3 separate regions of the Sus scrofa genome follow, and all the other regions are linked to region 3. The links are chromatin contacts, called in public Hi-C and promoter capture Hi-C maps. All regions are on one chromosome and are shown on one strand. Each heading gives the region's core, a stretch centred on a gene start, on an enhancer-like site or on the middle of the called end of the contact. The rest is flanking DNA. Distances are from core to core; before and after follow the strand shown. Region 1 holds the start of NDUFAF2 (mimitin, mitochondrial). Region 2 holds the start of SMIM15 (small integral membrane protein 15). Region 3 holds the start of DIMT1 (DIM1 dimethyladenosine transferase 1 homolog).

The links. Promoter capture Hi-C pulls out the DNA fragments that hold promoters and counts their contacts. Hi-C and Micro-C count contacts between places; a contact is called where the count stands out from the background.
Region 1: a contact with region 3 is called in a promoter capture Hi-C map of liver, with 9 times the contacts expected there. The contact joins the promoter of NDUFAF2 here to the promoter of DIMT1 in region 3. A contact is called at or near these places in 1 of 5 promoter capture datasets (liver) and 2 of 47 Hi-C or Micro-C datasets (heart right ventricle and liver).
Region 2: a contact with region 3 is called in a Hi-C map of liver, with 7 times the contacts expected there. The contact joins the promoter of SMIM15 here to the promoter of DIMT1 in region 3. A contact is called at or near these places in 2 of 5 promoter capture datasets (fetal skeletal muscle and liver) and 1 of 47 Hi-C or Micro-C datasets (liver).

The regions. Positions count from the first base shown.
Region 1 is chr16:39,768,223-39,772,148 of Sscrofa11.1, reverse strand. It overlaps NDUFAF2 (mimitin, mitochondrial), which reads right to left and starts at 1,751. Exons shown (of 4, transcript XM_021077006.1): 1 at 1,529-1,751. The coding sequence starts at 1,655. ERCC8 (DNA excision repair protein ERCC-8) reads left to right here and starts at 1,819. Exons shown (of 12, transcript XM_003133989.6): 1 at 1,819-1,975. The coding sequence starts at 1,899.
Region 2 is chr16:39,957,302-39,960,958 of Sscrofa11.1, reverse strand. SMIM15 (small integral membrane protein 15) reads left to right here and starts at 2,317. Exons shown (of 3, transcript XM_003133993.5): 1 at 2,317-2,445; 2 at 3,600-3,657. LOC102161888 (a long non-coding RNA gene) reads right to left here and starts at 2,346. Exons shown (of 7, transcript XR_001301840.2): 1 at 1,949-2,346.
Region 3 is chr16:41,108,849-41,112,811 of Sscrofa11.1, reverse strand. It overlaps DIMT1 (DIM1 dimethyladenosine transferase 1 homolog), which reads left to right and starts at 1,609. Exons shown (of 12, transcript NM_001244313.1): 1 at 1,609-1,809; 2 at 2,145-2,218; 3 at 3,524-3,610. The coding sequence starts at 1,731.

The DNA.
Region 1 (3,926 bases), core at 502-3,001, 1.3 Mb after region 3:
TCTTAACCCACTGCGCCACAGCAGGAACTCTCACTGTCTTCACATTTTTTAAAATGTTACTCAATAATTTATGGAGGAGTTCCCGTCGTGGCGCAGTGGAAAAAAATGGGACTAGGAATCATGAGGTTGCAGGTCTGACCCCTGGCCTTGCTCAGTGGGTTAAGGATCCCACATTGCTGTGAGCTGTGGTGTAGGTCAGATCTGGCGTTGCTCTGGCTGTGTCATAGGCAGACAGCTGCTGCTCTGTTTAGACCCCTAGCCTGGGAACCTCCACATACCCCAGGTGCAGCCCTAATAATAATAACAACTTATGGAAAAGAAACACCTTTCACCCTGCTTGCAATCTGTCAAGAAATACTTCACCACCAAGCTAGGTTATTTACTGCTCTATTAGAATCTACATGTTCATTAGAGAAACAAGTCTAAAATATTAAGTTACAGAAAAGGGCTAGGCAAAACAAGTTTGAGTTATAAATCCAGCAACACACTTTACCTGTGGCTCCACTAGGAATGAAGGAGAAATCCTCTGTCAGGCGTTAAAGGAAATGAACAGAACACAATTTTGAAAGGTCTTAGTGCTTCTCAATATTGTTGCTATTATTATCATCTCTAACTTTGAGGTGAAGATACTAAGACTTGGGGAGGATAAATATTTTGTCCATGATCCCTCAGCTATTAGGTATCAAAGTCGAGATTCTTACCCAAACGTTTCTAAACCCAAAGCTTGAGATCTTCTGAAATCGTGATGTTTGAACAATACAGCTTATGACGGCTGCCACGTGGTGTGATTTCAATGGACAGGAAGGTCCCTACCTCCCCAAACACCAAGACTTTGCACATTCCTACACAGAAGTACGGTTAGAACCATGTATCTTAAAGTGAGCTCAACAAGTTTCTGGAGGGCAACCTCGCAGTAAAGGTAACCTGGAGCCTTGCGGGTATCTTCTTCCATACTGTCACTGTACATGGACCTACTTCAAACAGTTTTGGCCATAAGGAAGGTGACGCATGGGGCCAATGCCAAAGTCACGGGGAAAAAAAGATTAACGCTAAGAAAGATGAGAGCGGAGGCGCTGAAAATACACCTCTTAAATTACTTCACGCCGGCCTGCTCCCAAAGCCGGCACGGAGGAGGAAAGGCACTTCCCCGCCACTTCAAGCACCTTTGGTAAAAGGCCTCAGTGGACTAGTCCCCGTCTACGTCGCCCCATGGTAAACACCCACACTGGGGCGCCCTCCACCTGCAAGACTGTAGGTGCTGGGCGAAGGGTGAGTGCGGTGCTAGCGCCAGCCGCGGCAGGCTGCGGACCCCGGCGCTGCAGCTGAGGTACCTCGGTCACACATGGGGCCGCTCACCCAGAGCGGACGCAAAGCCAGCGGCCAGAGTGGAGGGGGCGGCGAGATAACCAACTCGGGTTGTGCACTCTGGTGATTATCACAAGTGCCGCACGTCGCTTTAGTTAACTAGACGCTCCCCCTTTCCTCTCACTTCGTGACCGCGCAACCTGCGCCCCTGCCCACATCTCACCTCTCCAGTTCTTGTGCTCCGGGATATAGTAGTATTTGTTCCCGAACCGGTCTGTGCCCACTTGCTCCTTCACTTCCTTCGACAGTGCTCGCCACAAGACGCGGAACAAACCCTGAGGCCAGCCCATGTTTCCGGATCACCTTCCAGCGCCAGTAGCGGTAAGACCTGCCGGGATCCAGGCTACCAAGGGGAGAACGCCCCCGCCGCCGACCCCGCCCACCGGCTGAGAGCAATCCACCCTCTAGTAACGGCACTCACCATTGGTGGGATCGCATCATGCTTAACCAATGTGAGACTCCGCTGCTACACCCGCTGCCTCCGAGTTCTGTCATGGCGGCGTCCAGCTCTCCACCTGGGGTAAAAGGAAGGGATGCTAGGGTTTTTGTCGGCGCGACAAGCGGGTTTGGAGGACCCTCTTCGCCTACGGAGAGCGGAGTCCACACGGAGGTAAAGAAAACCTTAGTTTTTTTCTAGTACGCCAGTTAAAATCTGAACCAATGGCTATGTTAGCCTTGCTCATACTTTCCCTCCTCATTATCCTTTTACTCCCACCACGCTCGACTTTACTCCTGTGTCTTGAAAAAATAAAATATCTGTTGTATACCTGTAGTCAGGTGGGTACCATCGTGAAATCGGGTGAAGGCGCTATAAACCTAATGAGGATATTTTTGTGGTTTTTTTAATTCGCTATTTTATGATTGAGTGTTGTGCCAATTTCTGCTGTATAGAAAAGTAACTCAATTATACAGGCACACACACATTCTTTAAATTTGCGGGTTTTTTATGTTTTGGTTTGTTTTGGTTTTTGGCCCGGCCTGGGACATAGGGAAGTTCTAGGGCCAGGGATCCAACCCTAGCCACAGTTGTAACCAGAGCCACAGCAGTGACAAGGCTGAATCCTTAACCGACTGGGCCACCAGGGAACTCCCGAGGATATTTTTGTTTTACTTTATTCCTTCTCCCTCCTTCCTTCCTCACCTCCCAAGGAGTAACTCTCCTCCAAGAATTCCGTCTTTCATTCTGTCGATGTATTTAGTGAGATCCTTCTGTGTGCTAAGCAATATGTTAAAGGCAGAGCACGGGCCAGAAATGAACAAAGTTTAACGTAACTACAGCAGAGGATTCAGCAGAGAGAGGGCCACTGACAAAAGATGAAGCTGGAGAAGTAGGCAGAGGCAAGATGAGGAAGAGACTTGTGTGCTTGGTTGAGAGGTATGAAGATGAGAATAAAGTGACAAGTATTGCATTTTGTCATCTGCTTGGAGAATGAATTGAAGTTCAGAGCAAGACTGGGAGCTAAGTTAGGTAACTTGCAAGGAGAGAGTTGAGCCAGGGACTTGGCAGTTGGAACAAAGAGGATGAAGATACTTGAAAAATAAGAAATGCAGTCACCATGGAAATTAATTGGATATAGGAAAATGATGAAAAGGGAGGAATCAGCAATGATTCCCAGCTATGTGCCTTGTGTGGCAGGGTGAATCATGGTGTTATCTTTTCCCAAAGAGGGAGCAAGTTTTACTTTAATTTTGCTCATACTGATTTTTCCCATATTGCTGTCAAGGAACTTGTGAAGATTTCACTTGGAGAGTGGAGTAGACAGTTGCATATATACGTTTGATGCTCAGGAGAAATTTAGGTATCTTTAATGCAAGATGATATGTGAAGCAAGGGGGACATAAGATTTCCTAGCCACTATTTGTGGAGTAAAGAGAGAGAAGCTATTCAATGATAAAAAAAACCTGAAAAATATTAACACTTAAAGTTAAGCAGAAAATGAGATTGCAGAGGAACTGAAAAGGAGTAACCGGAGGGATAGAAGGAAAATCAGGGTAATGAGGTATCATGGCTGCTAAGGGAAGACTGTCTAAAGAGGAAGTTATCAAATGTGTCAGTCGCTGCTCCCAAATCCCTTCTTTGCTCTCAATGGTTCTCCATCCCATTACTCTGCTTTATTTTCTTCATTCAGTTTATTGCCACCGAAATTGTATATGTGTTTATTTTCTTGGTAGTATATTGTCTCCTTAATCCTGGTATTCCAATTGCCTGGAAGAGGGTTTGGCATTATGATCTTAATAATAATCTTAATAATTAATGGGGAAAATTACAGTTGTTCTGTGACTTTAAAATTTTTTCGTCAAAACACTAGAATACTCTGTTATGTATGGATAGGGAAATGAAAAAAATAGTAAAACTAACACTTAATACACTTTAAGTAAAATACTATGTTTCAGCCCTAAAAAAAGGCCAAAAAAAAAGTAATTTGAATAGTGCTTGTCTTTCTAATCATTGCACAACTTACAGTATAAGCTGAGCATCTTTTCTATACATTAGCTAATTATTACATTCCTTTCTAAGTTTGTATCAGATTCCAACATTTTTTCCTTTACATCCTCAATGT
Region 2 (3,657 bases), core at 1,068-3,567, 1.2 Mb after region 3:
CTTAATAGTGTAAGGTTTAATGTGGATAAAGTTACATAAATAGTAAGATTTTATTTCTTAAAAACAAATACAAGCAGACTTGCCTTGTTTAGAATAACAAGGTACTCTGAAAGACATGTGAGAGAATAGAAACCCAATTAAGTATCTTTCAAATAGAGAATAAGCCCTTAAGAAAACTGGCTAAGATGTTTACACTAAATTTCTTATTCGCTGCTGCTCAAGCATAAGTCAGAAAAAATGGCCAAAACAGATCCAACAAACAGAATTTCCAAGCTCAAAGAACCTCAGAGATAACTTAGTACCTTTCCACATATAAAAGAGGAAACAGGCTTAGAGTTTTAGAATGACTTATCAGATCAGCAGAGACAAGGCCTGTGAATCTCAACTCATAAGCTAAGGCTCCTCACTCTAAAAAGCAGTCTTCAGTATCTGAGCCGATCTTGATGCCATCTTTTATTAAGGCAACGCAGGTAGCAGTAGGGCGCTCAGCTCTGGCAACCCATATGCTATTCCTGGGCTTGCAGGCTGCCTTAGAACTAGAAGCTAGATAAGTAATTAGAGTATGAAAGCCTGGTTTATACTAGAGCCGAAGAGCTACAGAGGATTCCTTCTCATGTGCCTTTTCTTCAGGTCCAAGACTCCTATGCATTTCTTTTTTTTGTTTGTTTTGTTTTTTTGTTTTTTTGCCATTTCTTGGGCCGCTCCCGTGGCATATGGAGTTTCCCAGGCTAGCGGTCAAATCGGAGCTGTAGCTGCCGGCCTACACCAGAGCCACAGCAACGCGGGATCCGAGTCGCATCTGCGACCTACACCACAGCTCACGGCAACGCCAGATCAATAACCCACTAAGCAAGGGCAGGGATCGAACTGAGACCTCATGGTTCCTAGTTGGATTCGTTAACCACTGCGCCACGACGGGAACTCCCTCCTATGCATTTCATATGGGATGCAGCAGAGCAAACTATTGGGAAGGCAGTAATTAGGAAAACTGTCTAACCACAATTAAAATAACACACATATTGGCCTCTGGAGTGAAGGACGTTAAAAATAAATTATGATCCTCTTCTGGAATTACTATTTGAGCAAGTTTTTAAAAAAAAAAAATCACGTAAGATTACCAGCAGCAAGTCAAGTTTTCAATACACAAAATCCAGTGACTGAGTCTGCTTTTTCTGGCTACTACAGGTACAGGCTAGGTCCAAGCAGCACAAGCTTTGAAACCATCATCCAAGTTTTCAAACAAGAATGACTAAGAAAACAACTGCTGCTAATACAACATACAAACATTAACATATGCCCAACGAACAGTATTTTAGATCATTAGATTATTTGCCAAAAGACTGTTCCCTGGTAAATAATAGTTACTGTTGTTATACCTAAACTAGTTATACATGTTACAGCTTGCTCCTCAAAGGGAACATTCTATAGTCTTTGAAGAATAAAAACCTGCTTTATTTGGCACACAAGAGTGAAGAGGTCTTGCAACATTTTAAGAAGTAGTCAAACAGAGCAGTTCAGTGCAAGCGATCACAAAATTTGATCACTAACCAAACCAGAGTTAATCTCTCAGTTCCTGTAGATTAGAAGACAGTATTAACTTACTCTGCTTGTTTACTTTTGCATCCCTTTGTGTATTGTAAGAACAAGTACCTCTGTGGGAACTCTATGCTCAGACAGCTTAACTATTTATCAAGTTTACTTTGGACAAGTATCGATCATTCTTTTGTGAAATGAGTGAGGTTCTTAAAATAAAACCCTTCTTTACACAGCATGGCTGCATTTTCCCTTAGTAAGAAGGTTCAGTGGATCCACCAAGGGCCGGCTGCTGCTTTGTCTCCTCGATGTGAGGCTTTAATATTGTCCAACTAGAAGATGAGAGGGGCAAAGGGTGGAGTGTGAACCAGAGGGACTCGCTAGAATCCTTCAGGAGTCGCTGTGTGACCCTCACCTTGACTCTGGGCGGTTTGTGGGAACCAACTCCTTTCTTGCTGCAGCTCTTTGGTCGGAGTTTTCGGGGGTCACCGATCTCACCCACCGGGGCCCTCAGCCCACGGCCCGGCTCCTGCAAGGGAGCGGCTGTTGCCCCGCTGACTTCGGGGGCAAAAGTAGGGGCCCCTCAGTGCTTCCACACCGGCTCTCGGAGGTCGGAACCCACCCGCGCCTCAGGCAGGGGGCCGCCCCTGTAGGAGGCTCGGGTCTTGGGCCCAGAGCCACAGACCAGCAAGGAGCCGCCGCTGGCCCCACGCGGCCTCACCTGCCACTACCCGGAAGCCGGGCGCCGCCCCGCCCTCCCCGCGTCCTCTAAGTCCGGATCTTGGGACCCACAGAGCAATGGCGCAGCCGGAAACTGGCCCCTCGACTTCCTCAGGCCGGATCCAGGCGAAGGCCGGCCTGTGGGCGGGTCGGGAAAGCCGCCGCTTCCGTCTTCCTGCTTCCGGCCTGGCGGTGAGTGGGGAGCAGGGTTAGGAGCTCAACGTTCCGGGCACGATGTAAGGAGGCTGGTGGTGCCAGCTGCCGAGATCTTGCCCCCATGCCCAGCGGTCGCGGATAGTGCGCCCGCTACGCGAGGTGTGGCGGGGACGACCCTGCATACCCGCGGACTGCCCGCTCTGCGAGCCCCGCTGGGCCCGCGCTCCCAGAGGCGGAGGGTCGGGTGAGCTTGGCCCCAGGGGCGGGCGGCCGGGTTGGATCAGGAAGAGTGAGCGAGGGAGACAAGTTCGGACGGCAGTGAGGTGCCATCAGTTGCATCTTTAGGCCCCGCGCGGGTCTGGTACGGAGAGCAAGTCCGGTTGACCCCTTTCGGAAGGTAGAAGAGTAATATTTATTCCTTAAAGTGTAGAGGAGCAGACGTTTGTGTCGAAATTGAGGGGCACCGAAGTTGCGTGTCCTGTGGACGGTAACTCTTCTCTGTGATAATGGCTAAAACTTTGCTAGAACTAGGTCTTTTACTTCCGCTTTCCTTTTATTGCAGAGTTCTTTTGCTTATTTCTGAGTATTGCATTAGTTAATTCATTAGTGGGCTAGAGAAGCTAAAGAAACATATCAGTAGAGCCTAGTTTAGGTGGGAGCGGACGAATTGGGGGGCAGGGGAAGCTAAGACGGTATCTTAGTCACTTTAATGTGTCTTCAGTTGAAAATACGGAGAAATTGTGATAGGATATAATTAAAGCCAACGATGGTAGTTTTATTTAGGTGATGAGATTGTGGGTGATTTGCTTTACTTATCTCTGATAAAGAACACAAATTGTATAATAGAGAGACAAAAAAAAAAAAAAAAACCTTTAAAGAGTAAGGCAGTATTTGATTTTGCGATTGTATACCTAACCCTGTAAGCAAATAATTGACGTTTTAGTAAATGTTATTGATCTTATGAGTAAAAAATTTTATTGTTGAAATAAGTAATTTAGTAAAATATTTGATCTCTAGTAATTAGGATTTTCTTAGAGGGCATTTGCAATTGTGTAATTATTTCTTTCTCTAAATTAGAAATAGCTATTAAATGTATATAATGTGCCAGGCAATTTTACATGTCATTTATAAGTTGTATAGAATTATAATTATCCTTAAAGATGTGACTTTAATTTTTTTCTTTTATCTAGTCTTTTCAACCCAACCAGGACATAGAATTTAAGCCTTCTCTCCTAAGTGTATGGTAGA
Region 3 (3,963 bases), core at 360-2,859:
TTGCAGCATATGGAAGTTCCCAGGTCTAATCGGAGCTGTAGCCACCAGCCTAGCCAGAGCCACAGCAACGTGGGATCCGAGCTGCATCTGCGACCTACACCACAGTTCACAGCAACGCAGGATCCTTAACCCACTGAACAAGGCCAGGGATCGAACCCACAACCTCATGGTTCCTAGTCAGATTTGTTAACCACTGCACCACGGCGGGAACTCCACATAGTCATTTATTTAATGCAGTTCCTACCCCAGCATCACACAATTCCCTAGGACTAATGGATTCATGAGGCATCCAATACTGTCTCACTTCAGAGAGAAAAAAGAATTGGATGAAATTTGGCCAGAATAAATGATACAATCATTAGAACAGCTTCCCTGTACTGATGAGGATAGCCCTCCTAATCCTTTTTCATTTATGGAGGAATTTCCCGACCAACTATATTAGTGTAGAAAATAGTGATTCCCTACCTACATTGTGCATCAGAATCTCCTAGAGGGTCTGTCAAAAATGCATTTGCCAGGGCCAAATCCTATTATGATCCAGTGTGTTTAAGGTAGGCCCTTGGAAAATGAATTTTCATTACGTGTTGCATTAGTTTGCTAGGGTTGCCATAATAAAATATGCCAGACTGGGTGGCTTAAATGACAGAAATTTATTTATTTATTTTTAATTTAATTTAATTTAATTATATATATATATATTTTTTTTTTTGCTTTTTCAGGCCCACACCTGAGTCATTTGCAAGTTTCCAGGCTAGGGGTCTAATCAGAGTTACAGCAACTTGGGGATCTGAGCTGCCTCTGCAACCTACACGCAGCTCAGGGCAGTGCTGGATCCTTAACCCACTGAGCGAGAACAGGGATCAAACTCGCATTGTCGTGGACCCTGGTTGGGTTCATTAACCACTGAGCCACGAAGGGAACTCTGACAGAAATTTATTTTCTTACAGTTCTGGAGGCTAGAAGCCAAGATCAAGGTGTCAGCAGAGTTGGTTTCTCCTGGGGTCTCTCTTAGCTTGCAGATGGCTTCCTTCTGGCTGTGTCATGACACAGTCTTTCCTCTGAGCACAACCCCCCTTTTGTGTGTCTAAAGTAAACCAGTCAGAATGGATTAGGTCACAGTCTGAGGTCCTCATTTTAACTTAAAACACCTCTTTTAAGTTCCTTTCCACAAATCAAGTAGTGGAGGACTCCAACCCCCAGAGAAGCAAGCTCTTCATCCCAAATTCCTGGGATTCTCACCCCACAATCTGCTGGGAAACAGGAGATAGGCAGGTGACATAATAAAAAAAACATTTGGCTTCAGCAATTCTAGAACCTGGCCTGAAAAAGCCAGGCCTAAATTTAAACCGCCTCCAACATCTCTGGGTACACACCAAAACGTACTTAACTAGCTCCAAGCTGTAAGAACAACAAGCCCCGCCCCCATTCTAAACTAGCCAATCCAAACTGATCTGTTGCGTGGCGCCTTCTGGGATTTGTAGGCTCCGGAGGTAGGCTTTCCCTTCAGTTTATGACTACAATTCCCAGCAGCCATCTGGCTCCAAGGTCGGGTTCAGTCTCTGAGGGCGGACCCCAGAGCAAACCAGGGGGCGGGTTCTCGCCCCTCCCAGACGTGATCCGAACCGGTGCTGGGGGTGCAGGCCGGCGATTCCCACGTGGTGCACTTTCTCGGGATTAACGGGTTAGGTTCTCCCTAACTTAACCTGCCTGTGGGCCCGCTGCGGGAAAAGATGCCGAAGATCAAGTCGGGGGCGAGCGTCCGTCGCCGCGAGCGGCAACAACAACGCCGGGAACTGAAGAGCGCCGGAGGTGGGGACAGCCGAGGAGCAGGGTCGAGTCAGGTCTTCCGGCAGGACCAAGCCCGGGGCGAGGACGGAGATGTGGGTCGGGACAGTGAGACTGGGCGGGATTCCCGATCCGGGAGCGCAAGTCCTAGGTTTCCCCGAGCGCCGGCCACAGGCCCGGCGCGCCGCCCTCTCGCTTCCTTTTCAGCAGAAGGGGAGGACTTAGTTTATCAATCCTAGCTTGATGTTTGGTTCTTCTCGGCACAGAAATCTTCCCTCAACTCTCCTACTTTCTTTTAAGGGACAGTCTAATATTTGATTTTAGTTAGGAAATTAAGGCTGTTTCATGTTTTCTTACAGGACTCATGTTCAACACGGGCATTGGGCAGCACATTTTGAAAAATCCTCTCATTGTTAACAGCATTATCGATAAGGTGGGTGTGGAATAGGAAAGGGAGAGTTATTGGGTAATTCATTTTATTTTTAGGAATATCTAAGCACGGAAAGGATGTCAGGCACCAATTAGATGCTGTATAAATACCTGTTGGATGAATTGAAGAATTGTGTAGGATTCACAAGCTGTCTTCAGTATGATTTGCTTCATTCTGTGGATCTCGGTTTCTCCGGACTCCAAATTCTTTTGTCTTTCTGTAGAGTATTTACTTCTTAGCTTGACATTTCTACTTGTTGCATTCCAGATTATTATTCTTCTATTCCAAATCACTTTTTCTAGGCACCATCTATCACTGCTAATTTTTATTTACTCCATAGCCTAAAAATGTGTCTGAACCTTTAAAAGTTTGTTTCCCAGAGAAACTTAAGTGGTATAAGGCAATGCCACATTGGAGTATATTTCCTGTCTGGGTTATCGATTTTACCTTACTGTTTTAGATGACTGAGCGCTAAGACATGAAACTTAGGTCGTGCAAATTACTTTCATGTTGCAAAGGAAGCATCTTGAAGCTGTTGAAAGAACATGAATTTACACTAGGATCTCATCTTGACGTGGTGTCATTTGCAGAATGAGAGCTGGCTTTATTTTTAGCATTTTTTTTTTTTTTTTGGCTGCACCCACAGCATATGGAGGTTCCACAGCTAGAGACTGAATCCGAGCCACAGCTGTGACGTATCAGCTGTGGCAACGCCTGATCTTTAAGCCACTGTGCCACAGCGGGAACTCCCTATTTTTAACATTTTTGGCTTACAGATTCCTTTGAGCATCTCCTAGAAGCCATGGAATCGAATACTGTAGCTGTGTGCATACAGATACCCAGATTTATGTACAATTTCTAGATACTCCTGTATCCCTGAAACCGTACAAGGATGTAAAATTGAGAGATCCTAGTACAACATGCTGTGGTTCTCAGGCAAGGTCATCATTTTGACCTTTCCAGTTTGAACCTGGTGGTAACAGAGTTGGTAACTTGATGCTTTTGGAATCATTTCAAAGCTAGAAAGCAGAGTGCCACTCTCAGAACGAACTGCTCTTCCTGTTTTTCCGACGCCTAACTTTTCTGACTCCTAACTATTGCCCCAAATTAGAAGTGTTAGATTTCCACTTGCATCTAATGTTAATGAGATGATTTCGTTAAGCGCATAGGTCATGAAGGAATCACCTAAAAATGAAATGAGAATAAAGATCTCCTAACTGAGCACTTTTGAGTAAAGATATTCAGATGTAAATTAAATTATGTGTTCAGATGAGCCTGTAAATCTAAAGTGGTTGTGCTTGCTTGCAGGCTGCCTTGAGACCAACTGATGTGGTGTTGGAAGTTGGACCTGGAACTGGCAATATGACTGTAAAGTTGCTAGAAAAGGCAAAAAAGGTAAAAAGAGGATTTAATTTTTGGTATCAGAAATGGCTATGGAGCAAGCTCAGGTGGTTTACAAATATGGATCTATTTGAATTAATCGCTATTATTTTAACAGTAATTCTTGCTCCTTTGCTATAAATGTTATCTGATATGAGTGAGACGGGTAAAGGGGGTCAAAAGGTACAAACTTAACAGAGTTCCCCTTGTGGCTCAGTGGGTTAAGAGCTTGACTAATTTACATAAGGATATGGGTTTGATCCCTGGCCTTGCTCAATGGGTTAAGGATCCAGTGTGGCCACTAGCTGTGCTGTAGGTCACAGATGCAGCTTGGATCCTGCATTGCTGTGTCTGTGGCATAGGCCGGC